3 separate regions of the Mus musculus genome follow, and all the other regions are linked to region 3. The links are chromatin contacts, called in public Hi-C and HiChIP or PLAC-seq maps. All regions are on one chromosome and are shown on one strand. Each heading gives the region's core, a stretch centred on a gene start, on an enhancer-like site or on the middle of the called end of the contact. The rest is flanking DNA. Distances are from core to core; before and after follow the strand shown. Region 1 overlaps Lrrk2 (leucine-rich repeat kinase 2). Region 2 overlaps Lrrk2 (leucine-rich repeat kinase 2). Region 3 holds the start of Slc2a13 (solute carrier family 2 (facilitated glucose transporter), member 13).

Region 1 (4,475 bases), core at 1,793-4,292, 180 kb after region 3:
GTTTAAACTTTATAATGGTTAAGCTTTTCCTTGTACTGTTTAAATATCCTCCCACATTTACACGTGTATATGTATCTATGTACACATTGCATCTTAATAGATATTGCAAACAGATTTGGGGATTTTGATTATAACTGGTGATGATATAGCATGCCATACATCATTGTCAGTGCTAAAAAATATCATTGACTACTGTGAAACTACTAATAGAATAGAAGGCATGTGTGTTGTTGGTTCTGGTTACAGTTTCACATGCTTGAGTTTACACACTCTCTGTGGAACAACTTAGGCCTGGCACATGCCTCGGTAGGCTGCTATGTGGCTTCTCTTTATCCAGGTTTCTACAACAACGTCTGAAAAAGGCTGTACCCTACAACCGAATGAAGCTCATGATTGTGGGAAATACGGGGAGCGGTAAGACCACTTTACTGCAACAACTCATGAAAATGAAGAAACCAGAACTTGGCATGCAGGGTGCCACAGTCGGCATAGACGTGCGAGACTGGTCCATCCAAATACGGGGCAAAAGGAGAAAGGACCTGGTTCTAAACGTGTGGGATTTTGCAGGTACTCAAGATGCTGTTTTAGCTTTCGTCTTGAATAGAAATTTTAAAACCCAGTTTCCTGATCCAGTAGAAAAAGAACTGGTGGATCCTATAAGATTATCCCAAGCCCATTTTGCCCTTGTCACCAGAATGGACACTCCACAGAGAGCAATGCCAGCCCCCAGCAGAGAGGTCTAAATTGCTTGGTTGGCAGCTAATCGTGGTTCTCAAAGCTGTCATGGGAATGATGTCTGTTGTTTGCCCTCCTCCAAAGGATTTGCTGTGCCCCCTCATTATTTCGTAACGAGTCCTACCTACTATGGGAAAGACTCAAACCTCTGATATCTCCTTCTAGGTCGTGAGGAATTCTACAGCACTCACCCCCACTTCATGACCCAGAGAGCCCTCTACCTGGCTGTCTATGATCTCAGCAAGGGGCAGGCAGAGGTGGACGCCATGAAGCCCTGGCTCTTCAATATCAAGGTGATTTCTTCTGATCACGTGGGACTAGAGTGTGATCATTGCTCACTACTGTATGCTATGCTTCTGGGGTTTTGTTGAGGCTAAGGCTCACTTATGTGTCCCTGGATGCCCTGAAACTCTCTATGAATGATCAGGAAGGCCTTAGATGGACAAAGATTTGCCTGCCTCTAATTTTTGAGTGTTGAGTTTAAAGATGTGTCCTCCCATGCCCAGTTACATTCTGTTATTTTTTAAAAATGTCTTTATAACATGATATATCTGAAAACAAAACAAAACAAAACAAAAACAGTTCCTTCAATTGTTTTAAATGTTCTCTCTCTCCCTCCCTTCTTCCCTCCCTTCCTCTCCCTCTCCCTTCCCTTCTCCCCTTCTCCCTCTCTCTCTTTCTTTATTTCTACATTAGAAGCATTCAGAGTTTGAGAAATGATATGGAAGAGGGAATCCCACACAGTTACATGTCACTAGGCTCTGAAATCCTGTTACGGTGTAAAATCTGAAAGCACAACTGATTCTAATCATGCTATTTTGTTAACCGACATACCAACTCCCCCAACTTAAAACGGAATTAATATCACACATACTCTGCACATGTCCAGTATATTTTCAGTGACCTTTTAGTGGGAAGCGCTCAGATCCTGCCTCTTGAACAGCCCCAGACTGTGTGTCTCCTATCTTTGGTCTCTCTGTTTTATTATTTCTTGAATGTCTACCTGCTGCACTGGTGACAGCTCTTCCTTTCAATATGACCTTTTGAATGGAGACTGTGACAAGAGTCCCTGTGATTGCTGTCTGTTGCCCCAGGGAACAGTTCTGGGAGTAAACTTCTCAGGAGAGCTTGCACCAAGGATGACATCTGGGCACAGGATTTGGTAGCTCCTGGGCTGTTATCTGGTAATTTGGATCTTCCTTAAGCCCGTGTTTTCTTGACATTATTATAGTTCACACAGAAACTTAGCCAAATAGTACGGTGGCAATTCGGCTTGCTTCTGTGGGTTTTGTCTTCCATTCTCCAAATTTCATGACTTTAAAGTGAATTCAGGGCATAAAATTCTCAGCTAAAGAAAGAAATGGAAGCAGTTTGCACTGCTTCTGATGTAGCTTGAAGTTTCCTGAATGTTCGCTTTATTTAGAAGTGCAGCTTGCAAACAACTTGCTCTGAGCAAACATTAAAATAAAAGGAATGCTATACTATGGTGGTTATGTGGGATTCTGGAAGTGGTAAGAGTTGGACTATTAAGGGCATAATAATAATAATTTTTAAATTGTTTTGTGATTATCATATTTATTTAGGTTTAAGGGAGTAATCTCAGTTGCGGCTGTAACAGCCCACCCAAGCTGGAGTGGTTTACAAATTACAGAGATTTCTCTCATACATTTCCGAAGGGAGGGAAGTCTAGCACCTTGGGGCTGGAATCTGTGAGGCCATTCTTGATATGCCATTTCATGGCGGGAGGTGGAAGGGCAAGAGTTCTCATGCTCTATGGCAAAGGAACAGGGAGGGGACCTAACATCCCGGTTCCTGTGAGGACCTTCAAACGTGTTCTTTGGGCTCTGTCCTTGGGAGTTGAGCCTCTCATATAGCTCTCAAGACGCTGCTGTGTCACACGGTTGCATTTCAAGATTCACACACTAGCAGCAAGGAAAGACAGCTGTTATTATGTGACTCTGAAGTCCTTGAGTCTGTCATTGCTGCAGCACGTAGCATCCTACATAGCAGATTTCAGCATAAATGTAACCAGGAAGGTTTTTCCTCCCCGGAAACAGGAAGTGTCTTGTCTCTGTTCCCTTAGGCTCGTGCCTCTTCTTCCCCGGTGATTCTGGTGGGCACACATTTGGATGTTTCTGATGAGAAGCAGCGGAAAGCGTGCATAAGCAAAATCACGAAGGAACTCCTAAATAAGCGAGGATTCCCCACCATCCGGGACTACCACTTTGTGAATGCCACCGAGGAGTCAGATGCGCTGGCAAAGCTTCGGAAAACCATCATAAATGAGAGCCTTAATTTCAAGGTGGGAGGATGGGCGCCCCCTGCAGGCTACTAGATGGTCAAGGTGGGCGAGTGTGTGCCTCTTGCAGGCTGCTAGTTAAGTAAGCCTTTCTCTTTTTGTCATATTATGCCTCTGCTTAGAAATGTCAGAAACCTTGAGGAGAGAGCAATTATCTGGAAATTGTAGGGTTTTTTTTTTCATAGCTCAAAACGATAAAAGTACTTTCATTTAAAAATTATTTATTTATGCCGCACTTCATTTATAATTCATAGAAGTGGGAATAAAAATAACTAGAGGATCCTGAGAAGAAGGAGAGGAATTGCCAGGACACCGAGAAAATCTTCCTCTCCAGGGGTTCCATCCAGAGGCTAAAAGAGAAGGTGGTGTCTGGGCCTCCTGTCCTCTGCGACACTCGGTCCTATCTAGCACAGAAGTTCCCACCTTCCTAACACTACAATCCTTTCTTTAACACAGTTCCTCGTGTTGCGACGCTCAATCATAAAATTATTTTTGATGCTACTTCATAACTATAGTTGTGAAATACCTTTATGAATTCATAAATACCTTTATGAATCATAATGTAAATATCTGTGTCTTCCAATCATCCGAGGTGACCACTGTGAAAGTGTTATTTTGGAGGGCTCACGTGAAAGGATCGTTTGACTTGCCTCCCTTCCCGCCCCTATAGGGGTCACGACCCACAGGTTGAGAACCACTGACCACTCTAGGCGCTTCCTTTGAGAGTTCCTGTCCTGTTTGTATCTCGATCAGTCTATGTGATTCCTTTATAACTTTAGTTCAGATGGTTTCAATTTTTTTTCCATTCCAACTTTTGCCTTTTAACGTTGCCAGTTGCCAAGCCTACTGGTTGGTTTTCAGCAATCTATAAATAATTACCGAATTCGTATAAGCTAAGTTTCATCCCGAGACTTGTGTTTTAAATTCCTGACAATCTCTTTGATAAACCCCATGTTTAGGAAAATATTAATACATGGGTCACTAGGAAGAGTGCTCCTTTCTAGAGTTCACAGGAAGGGAATACGGTTGAGATTTCTAGAGAACGCTCTGGGTACTTCAGCATGGCAAACACAATGATTGTCTCTCTGTTGGCTCTGGAGATATCAGGATGTAACCAGAGCCCTGTTAGGTTTGCATATCCCAGAGAAATTACTTACTGGGCCACAGGCGCGCACTCTCAGAACAGCTCCAATTTGGATGTTGAATGATAAACTCCCGCTGTGCACTGCAGCGCCCTGCCCTGTCAGCTCAGCTCTGTCACACTCTCACAGATTCTGGTCGTCTCAGAAATGGGCCATCTGTGGATGGGTTTGTCTCTGTAGTGCCCCAGGGGCTGGTATTTAAAAGTCCATTTCAGAAGGCGAATTTGTTTTGTAAAAGCCTGAATTTGGTTGAAGCAAGCCTGTAAGAGAGATGCTTGGGTCTGTGGTGTGGGCTGTTG
Region 2 (4,482 bases), core at 1,771-4,270, 130 kb after region 3:
CTGAGACTATTTTCTTAAACCAAGACTTGGAGGAAAGAAGTGAGACTCAAGAGCAGAGCGAAGAGGAAGACAGTGAGAAGCTTTTCTGGCTGGAACCCTGCTATAAAGCCCTGGTGCGCCATCGAAAGGACAAACACGTGCAGGTCGGACACACAGTTAATCACTGGCGTAAGATCAGGCTTTCTCACCATTGCTATTTTGATACAGTTTTCTTCTTCCTTCCTGATCTAGGAGGCTGCCTGCTGGGCACTAAATAACCTCCTTATGTACCAGAACAGTTTGCATGAGAAGATCGGAGATGAAGATGGCCAGTAAGTATCTCTAGGTGTTATGATAGAAAACCCGGTTCTGTTTCAGCCAGTGCGTAGAAACTGCCATTGCTAGATTTTCTTGTCAGAATTTAGGCTTTAGCGCTGTTGTATGTTAGTGATGGGTCTATAATTTTGTCTAGTTTTCCCACAAGACAGGCTTTGAAGGTGTGGCTTTTAAGGTGTGACAGGCCTGGTGTGGTATAAAGTGTTTTAATTCCTACTGAAATATAGACCATTTTCATCTCTACTGAGGGATTTGGCATCATGAATCATTCACTTCTCTGTGAATCCTGGGAAATCAACCCTCAGTTTTCTGGCTGACCAGGTACAGATGCATAGTTAATTCATTCCAGCCAAGCACATTCACAGACCCACTGGTTCTGGGCCACCAACCAGCTGGTTGCCTGTGTCAGGTTAGAAACCTACTCTGGCAGGTCCCACCAGGCAGCAGTGTGGACTGCTATGTATTCCTATTTGCATAATGGCCCTCTGCTGGAAAAGAGAGACTCGGGGAAGCAGACTCTACTTAAAAACTCCCATTTGGAGAAGAGATAGTGACTCTTGAAAACTGAGATAAGCCAAAAACCGAATTATCCCGAGTGAGCAACTTTTCAGGAGCTTGTGTTTGGGCAGATTCAGGAGTGCAACTTATACACAGCTTAGATCACAGCACACATAGTCCTCAGTACCCGGAGATCTCTCCAGGAAATATGTTATTAAAAGGAAAGCACATTTATCCCCTCTGCCTCTTACGTCTGCTTTGTTTTTGTTTCTTTTCCCCACTTAAATCGCTCTTCTTGCCATTTTCCCCTTCCCTCCTTTTACATTTTTCTTCCTGGTACCTCAAGATTGTCTTCTGTTTGAGATGTGGCTCATCTGCTGATGCCTTTCTCTCATCCTGCTTTATGACTGACAACCCCTATTGTGCATTTTAGTCCTTTGTTTTGTGTACTTAGTATGTTAGTATTTGTACGGCATTTATAAGGCTTGCAAGAGTCACGCTTTGGTTGTAGGCATTCTACAATGGCATTCTTAGGCACAATTTCTTGTTGTCTATTTTCATTTACTCACAGTAAAATATAGTCCAAAACACTAAATGGAAAACTCCAGAAATGATCAATGTATGTATTTTTCTTTGTCTCTTGCTGTGAGAAGTGAGAAGAAATCCTGTGCTGTTGTTCGGCCCATCCTTCCCTGGTTTTAACTCTGTTTTCATGTTCACCCTGTGTGATTTGCACCATAGCAACTTTGTAGCTGCCTATCCCTCCTTACATGTTTACAAAGCCATGCGTCCTCCATAAGGCTTACAGGCTTCTGAAGAAACAGAAGTGTTAGTGTTGGACACACTTGAATCTAACCTCTGCCAATAGCATTGTTTGGCATAAGCTTCTATTGTAAGTGGAGATGGCATAGAGTGTGGCTTCCACTGCCTGTGCTGTTAGCGTTCACAGGCAGCGAAAGTGAGCATTGGGGCCGGAGGCTGCGAACTGAGATGTGGTTGGCTTTTTCAAAGGTTCCCTGCGCACAGGGAAGTGATGCTGTCTATGCTGATGCACTCTTCTTCCAAAGATGTCTTCCAAGCAGCTGCACATGCTCTGTCCACTCTCTTGGAACAAAATGGTAAGGGGAATACTGTGTTTTTTAATAAGGAGGAACAACGTTATGTTGTTTTCTTATAAAAGCTATAAATTCTGAAAAATTCAGATATGTAGATGGGGCTAGCTGAAGTGTGTATGTATGTATATAAAGGATAAAAAAATATATAATAGGTGTATGTTCCTCAGGACTTCTGCTCATTTATGGCATATGTGATACATACTTGCAGAAACTGGAACATTGTATCCATTTTAAATGCAGCCATGTATGATGCAAACTTACAGAAATTGTAACATTGTATCTACTTTAAATGCATGTTTTGCTTCCATCCTTATATTAATAAATGTATTTATTATTATTGTCATTACAATTTTAATAACTGTGTAGCTTTCCTATATATCTATAACCTATTTTAGGAACCAGTTTCTGTTGATTGACTTTTAGCTTACATACCATGGGAATTTTTAGAGTTCTCATCAGGTCTTTTTCTCTAAAAAAGATTGCCTGCATTTTCCTGTACATATTTATTTATTCTTCTTAAATAAATTTTACAGGAGTGCTAATGTTTGATGGGCTATTCACTGTTTCAAAACTGGTAAAATTGTCCAGAATGAAATGTTTTATATTTACGATTTTTTGAAAATGATTTTTTTATGTATAATCCCTCTTATACCTTAGGAGGTCCCTTAAGCTTTAAGGTCCTGGCTCAAACTGCTTCAGATTCCTGACCCCATAAACAGGAAGTTTTGCCAGGAAAACTTGTCTGGCATCAGGCAGGGGGACTTGGCAGCTCTTATGTGATATTTTTAGGCAGTGAAACATTAAAAAAAAAAAAAGGAAGATTGATCTGAGACACAACAACGTAAGCACCACCAGATTTTTGTGGCAAGGCCAGGCTAGTGAGGAAGACACGCCTCCTGCAGGCTGTTCCTTCTCTCTGATGGCATTTTAATAAAAGCAGAACCTCATCAAATGTATTGCGTACATGTGTGAAATTGTTAAAGAACAAAGTTAATCGGCTAAGAGTGAATCGGGCACATCACACAGAGGCTTGGAATAGCCAGGCCTTGAGTGATGACAGGGCCTGTCCCAGGGCTGAGTCATCACAGGATGTGTCGTGTAGCTATGGAGGTCTGGGCAGGGATTGCATTGCAGCCAAGGAGCATTGTGTATAGCTCCCCAGGGGAGAGGAAGCTTGCTGCCAGGCAGCAATAGTGTGGTGAGGCTGTGGGTCTTAACTATGAGGAGACTCTGTTAGGTCCCTCCATCAGTCGTTAAGATTTTGTGACTTGGGGTTGCTTTTGTTATGGCCTTTGTGGGACAATGACCTTGTGAGTCAGCTTGGCATCTGTTTGGAATCAGTCCCTGCCCTCCCTTCATGCTCCCCCACCTTTGTTCCCGGCTCTCTGCTAGATGTGCTTAGATGCCTTTGCACATCCTGGGCTTCCTGGTATAAGAGAGTAGTAAGATGTTCAGTGGCTTCCTTATTTAGCTCCACCACCAAATTCACACTGCAAGCAACTTGAGGCAGTGACTATGAAGACTGAAGGGATGGGAAGGGTTTTTGTTTTTGTTTTTGTTTTTTTTAAATCAGGATTGGGTTGGCAGAAAGGAGAACTGGGCTCTTAGACAGGAATGGTGACACAGGCCAGCAATCTCAGCACTCCAGCTAAAGCAGGAAGAATTGTATTCAGGGCCAACCTGAGCTACTAAATCTCAAAGAGAAATTAAAGAGGAAGAGGAATAAGGAGGAGGAGGGGATGGAGAGGGAAAAAAATGGTGTCTTGGCACCATGGCGATTTGAAGGCTCAGGCCCAAATACCTTTTGTGATAATTTTCTCATTTAGTTAAGCAGTTGCATGAATTGAGCTACCATGTTCTGAGTTCGTATCATGTACTAGATTCCATACAATCTACACCCTTGTGGTACGACAGTTACATAAAAATTTTAGGCTAGTGGTGTCAAATTCTAATGGGGAAGATGGACAAGAAGACTAACTAAGGAATGTGATGCATGAGTTAGCCAAGACAAAGGTCGAGCTGAGAAGGAGGGTTTGATCTTTGAACCAGAGGACATACAAGCATGAATGAGCACTCACTAAAGGTGACTACTGTAGGAGTTTGCGTTTTGTGATTTGTCTTTGAATGCAGATAACCTTTTGCTAAAATAGAGCCGATAAAGGCAACAAACTTCTACAAGTAGGTAGGGAGACGTGAAAATGTCCTGTACGCTCTGAAGGGACTTCACGACGACCGCCCTTCTCCCTGTCATGTTTCCCATTATTGAGCAATGCCATTTCTGCATAGTTAGATCGAGATGAGATTCGTGAATAAATCATGCAGCCCACTGAGATGTACAAAGTAGTTCAGAGCATCCCAGACCAGGCCATTCCACTGGCCTGTCACCAGTGAGCGATATGCCTCCACACACCTGCGGTCCTTCTCCTCAGGCCTGCCCCTGGCTCCCATCACCAATGGAGGAATGGCTTGCATCCATGCACTGATGTCTAGCATACTTGTGCTTCCTAGCCATTTTGTGAGATTCCAAGATTAGACGATCATTTAATTTTCATCC
Region 3 (4,633 bases), core at 548-3,047:
GATCAGGGGATACGGGTACAGTGAGCTGGGGTTTTAGGCTCGTGGCTCCTAGAGGCAGAGTTGAATGAATGAGTGTGCTTCCCCTTACAAACCTATCCAGAAGGGTGAAGAGTGGTCAGCTCAGGGACAGCTCCGGGAATCCATCTAGCCCTCCCATGGGGAAGCAACGCTTTACCCTAAAGGAAACTGAATTATAAAAGGAAACATTTTATAGCCTTGGAAAACTACCAGTGAGATTTAAGTCACAACTTCCCATTCTCCCTTTAAAGGTGCTTTCTAATAACACTGGGCACATCCCAAACAGCTTCCCTCTGCCAAGAGCACACCAAGAGTGCCTCCCCCGCTCAGCAAACAGGGTGACAAAAAAAAAAAAAAAAAAAAAAAAAAATCAATGCCCAGAGAACCTACATCTCTTCATTTCTAAAGTAAATTGCAAGTGTCTATCTTGCTGGGCATTTATCCACAGGAGTGGCTCCTAACTGAATCTAGGAAATGAACGTGACCTTTAATGGATAATTTGGTTCCCATATGGAAAAGGCAGAGAAGGCAAAACAAGAATGGTGAATGTTGGCCCAAAGTAAAAGTTCTAAGTCGGGTGGGAAAGGGAGACAGATTTCATCTAGAAAGGTGGAAAGGTTGAAAGTCAACCACAGAGCACAAAGCAAGGAGAGAAAATAGTGTTCTATTTAAAAATGATCCACTGCAGAGAAGATGGAACTGGAACGGAGCAGGGATTTTGGAGTTCAAAACTCCTTGACTCTACTAATTATTGCAGTTCGCAGTTCGTTTAAAGCTCGGTGGGCTTAGCATCCTAAAGGAGAACTGGCAGTGGGGAAATCACTCTCAGGGATGGCAGGGATGTGGAGACCCTCCTAAACTCAACAAGCGGCCTCAGGTTAGGCCGGATCGGGGAAAGCTGGGGTATCTTGAATTGCTCCAGACTGTCCGGCGCTGACTGACCCGCGGGCGACCGCAGATTCCACGTGGGAATCCGGGAGAAGGGAACGCATCCTCCACAGCCACCAGGGCGCTCGTGCCACCGAGCCCCCAAAGGACCGCGGAGCAGGGGAGAGCAAGGGGGTCAGTGGGGCTCGCGGGCGCGGCCACTCACCGATGCCGAGCCCCACGACCAGGCGGCCGGCCAGCAGCGTCTCCTTGTTGGCGGCGGCGGCCAGCACGGCGGAGCCCACGGTGCACAGGGCGCTGGCCAGCAGGATGGCGCTGCGCCGACCGAGGGCGCCGTTCAGGGCCCCTCCGGCCAGCGCCGCGACGGCGGCCGCGCCCACCGCGCCCGACACCAGCAGCTCCTGCCACATCGCGCCCAGGCGCATCTGGCGCCGCAGCAGCAGCATGGCCCCCGACACCACGCCGGTGTCGTAGCCGAACAGGAAGCCGCCGAGCGCCGAGAAGGCGGCGGCCGCGTACACGAAGGCCGGGGTCTCGTCGCGCTGGAACTGCCTGCGCGCCGCGCGCTCCAGCTCCGCGCCCTGCAGGCTGGCGGCCGACTCGGCGGCCAGGAGGCTGCGCTCCCCGCCTGGCGCCCCCGGCTCCGGCTGCCGGCGGCGCCTCTCGCCCATCAGGCTGCTCAGGCTGCGCAGCGTGTACTCCACGTCCTCGCTCGCCTTGCGGGACATGGGACAGGCGGACGCCGCCGAGGCGGCTGCGGGGAAGTTGCGTGTGGGGCGCCGCGCACTCTCTGCCAGCTGCTGAGCCGCTGCTCTTCTGCCACCCGAGCCACCCGCCTCGCAGCCTCTGCTAAGCTGGCGCTACGGAGCGGCCGGGGGCGGGGTCGTGCGTCACTTGCCCGCTTGGAGGGGAGGGGCGAATGGGACCCACCTCCCCCTGGTGGGCGGAGACAGAGAAGAACTCCTCCCCCTGGACGCTGCCACCTCCCTCTGTGGGCGGGGTTAAGCGGAGGTCCCCTGGAGACAAGAGCTCTTTGGAGTCAGGGTACCAGGACACAGGGAAGCTTGCCTTCTGGCTGCAGATGAGCTGCTTGCTATCCAGAGCACTCAAGCTCACAGCAGGCTAAGGATCAGGTGAAAGACTCCTTCTGCCCTCCTGCTTGCAATCCGAGGTGGCTGAGACTGCCTGACACTCACCTACTTCTGTCCTTTTGCAGTGAGTGTCCGTGTCCCTTGGCTCTCATGCAATTAGTTTGTTTTGGAGCAATTTGGGACCATGGTCACTGGTGTCTCTAGTTTCCTTTCTCCCTGCTACTCCGTCTTTAAATTCCGCCCTTCTAAAATGCATTTGCATCTTGACTTTCTGAGGGGAGAAAGAGAGACAGAGACAGAGACAGAGACAGACAGACAGAGAGACAAGAGACAGACAGACAGACAGACAGCAACTCTTCTCTCACGAGAAGGCTTCCTGTGGATTCCCAGAGGTAAAGCAACTTTAGCTGTGCGTATATACATCACCTTCTCACATAACTAGCTGATTCCAAGTGGAACAAGGAAACTCAAGAATGTGATCTGTTGTGTGATTGGCAATTACCACCTTTCTTGCCCAGCATGCGAGCCTAAAAAGATACCTTCTCCCTGACAATTCCTGCTGCTGCCCCATTGATTTGAAGAAGCGATTTTAGATGCCCCATTTGCCTGAAACAAAGTAATTTCAAATGGTTTGAGGATGGTTGTTTTAATTGCTAATTGCCAGTTGTTGGCTGGTTTGGAAACCTCCCGTTGATTTAAATATTCTGTAAATTATTTTATGTTGTTTCATTTCCGGAGATAGAGACTAATCAAGTGTCTTTCTGCTGCAGTCTCATTCTTCAGGCGTAGGACACCAGATTTAAATGAAAAAGAAATTTAAAACCCATGGTTTCCGTGAACAATTCCTGTCTTCATTTACTTCCCTTATTTGAACAAATGTTTCTTAGCACGAACCCTATTCATGCAGTTTAAGCTTGTTTCCTTCAGAGAAATTGTTTCTGTCATCCTATTACACTATGAAGTTATTAGACTTTCCCAACGTCCCTTTCACCTTGATTTTTAGTCACCAAAATATCTCACTTTCCAACCACATTTCTCCAAATGTGGGGGGGGGGCGGTTATCTCAGAGGAATAACTTTAAATGTATCGTGTAACTTTAAAGCAAGGTTTTGCCGTCTTCCCAAGGAGAAATTAAACACAGACTTATCTCTCAAATAATGAAACAATAACTTAGACTTCAGAAGATTCAGGCTTGAGTCTTTCCCAAGCCCATAGCAGCAAAACTGCACCCCCTGGTGGTCAGCTTGTTCACGTAGATTCTGCAGAGAACTCTTGTTGAGTTGAAACAAGCTGAACTTCAAATCCAGCTGACCTATTGAACACCGTGACTTCTACTCACTAGGAGCTCCAAATTCAACTTTGGGGTTCCAGAACACGGAACCAACTACTCCTTAAAATCGTCTACACCTCGTAATTTATATCCATGAGTTTAAGATGACCTCGGAAGGAAATGTGACATTGGTAACATAACCGCTAAGGAAATGTGACCTTGGTAACACAACCGCTCTTCCGGGTTCTTGGGAGGAGCCAAGTTCAGTTAGGCACACCACAACATTCTACTAACATGGAGTTCCTTGTAGCTTCTTCTCATTTAACTTCATGGCGAAATTGAAAGTCCGAGGGCTGAGACAAAGCAGAGTACACCTCCAACAGCGTTTCACAAAATGTTTGAAATCGCCAGATTACTATATGAACCACTTTGTCTTACTTACAAAGCCTCAGCAAGTGCTCATTGACTAGAGTTCGAAAAATCACTTTTAAATTATAGTTCATTGCTAATCGAGATAAAGTGTAGGCATCGCTATCGATTTGCTAAGCAAGTCCTGAATCCCAATGTTTAAGGACATTTATTTACGCAGTCCCAGAACACTAGGACCCCATCGTAGAAGAGGAAAAGAGAGTTTGGGGTGCGCTGCTACACATTCCGAACGCCAGGCTGAGACAATGGTGACTGATTCAGTGGCAATATGCTTGTTGTTGGGATGAAGATGTAACTAGAGAATGGTTGCCTAGCATCCATCAGGCTCCAAATCCAGTTTCTAATACCACACAAAGAAAATGAGGTCCTTTTGATCAGGGAGCACAATATTGTGCTTCTTGGATGTTTAACTACACAATTAAGGTATCCTTGTTGAAAAACAGTATGGCAATAAAGATAATGTTCTCAAAATAAATAAATTAAAAAAAAAATAAGAGTCCTTTCAAGGTGTGGTGGTTTGAGTGAGAATGGTCCTATAGGCTTCATATGCTTAAATACTCTGTCCTCCATTGGTGGAGCTGTTTGGGGAGAATTAGGTCATGTGGCCTTGTTGGAGGAGGTGTGTTACTGAGAATGAGCTTGGCTCTCTCTCTCTCTCTCTCTCTCTCTCTCTCTCTATATATATATATATATATATATATATATATATATATATGTCTCTTGCCTATGAATCAGAAGTAGACATTTTGCTACCTACTGCTCCAGCCAGACCTGCCTGACTGCTGCCATGCACTGTATCATGGTAGCCATGACCTCACCCTCTGGAACTGTGAGCTTAAACTCTGTCTTTTATCAGTTGCCTTTGTCATGGTGTTTTGTCATGGTAGGAAAAAAAAAGACGCAGGGCATTCTTCTCAGAGTCATTTCTAGTTTGAAA

The links. Hi-C and Micro-C count contacts between places; a contact is called where the count stands out from the background. HiChIP or PLAC-seq counts read pairs in DNA pulled down with a chosen protein or histone mark.
Region 1: an H3K4me3 HiChIP or PLAC-seq map of forebrain shows a contact between it and region 3, with 5 times the contacts expected there. The contact joins the enhancer-like site here to the promoter of Slc2a13 in region 3. A contact is called at or near these places in 13 of 39 promoter capture datasets (the 3T3-L1 cell line, 3T3-L1-derived adipocytes, the C10 cell line and 9 more), 7 of 484 Hi-C or Micro-C datasets (bone marrow-derived macrophages, cerebral cortex, cortical neurons and 3 more), 7 of 115 datasets of contacts at active chromatin or transcription factors (astrocytes, bone marrow-derived macrophages, embryonic forebrain and 4 more) and 3 of 9 other capture datasets (adipose tissue, embryonic stem cells and liver).
Region 2: a Hi-C map of embryonic fibroblasts shows a contact between it and region 3, with 4 times the contacts expected there. The contact joins the enhancer-like site here to the promoter of Slc2a13 in region 3. A contact is called at or near these places in 4 of 484 Hi-C or Micro-C datasets (the 3T3-L1 cell line, cranial neural crest, embryonic fibroblasts and 1 more), 1 of 115 datasets of contacts at active chromatin or transcription factors (the 230-238 cell line) and 2 of 9 other capture datasets (adipose tissue and liver).

What each region holds. Positions count from the first base shown.
Region 1 is chr15:91,749,324-91,753,798 of GRCm38.p6, forward strand. Lrrk2 (leucine-rich repeat kinase 2) reads left to right here. Exons shown (of 51, transcript NM_025730.3): 29 at 338-567; 30 at 901-1,028; 31 at 2,819-3,037. Among named protein-coding and RNA genes, the nearest start is that of Lrrk2, 78 kb to the left of the region's middle. Within about 2 kb of position 3,043, at least 17 of the 459 cell types and tissues checked have an H3K27ac peak or open chromatin away from gene starts, as enhancers often do. A contact at or near this core is called in forebrain, where this site is marked.
Region 2 is chr15:91,700,346-91,704,827 of GRCm38.p6, forward strand. Lrrk2 (leucine-rich repeat kinase 2) reads left to right here. Exons shown (of 51, transcript NM_025730.3): 9 at 1-143; 10 at 232-311; 11 at 1,825-1,931. Among named protein-coding and RNA genes, the nearest start is that of Lrrk2, 29 kb to the left of the region's middle. Within about 2 kb of position 3,021, at least 186 of the 459 cell types and tissues checked have an H3K27ac peak or open chromatin away from gene starts, as enhancers often do. A contact at or near this core is called in adipose tissue, embryonic fibroblasts and liver, where this site is marked.
Region 3 is chr15:91,571,464-91,576,096 of GRCm38.p6, forward strand. Slc2a13 (solute carrier family 2 (facilitated glucose transporter), member 13) reads right to left here and starts at 1,798. Exons shown (of 10, transcript NM_001033633.3): 1 at 1,112-1,798. The coding sequence starts at 1,634.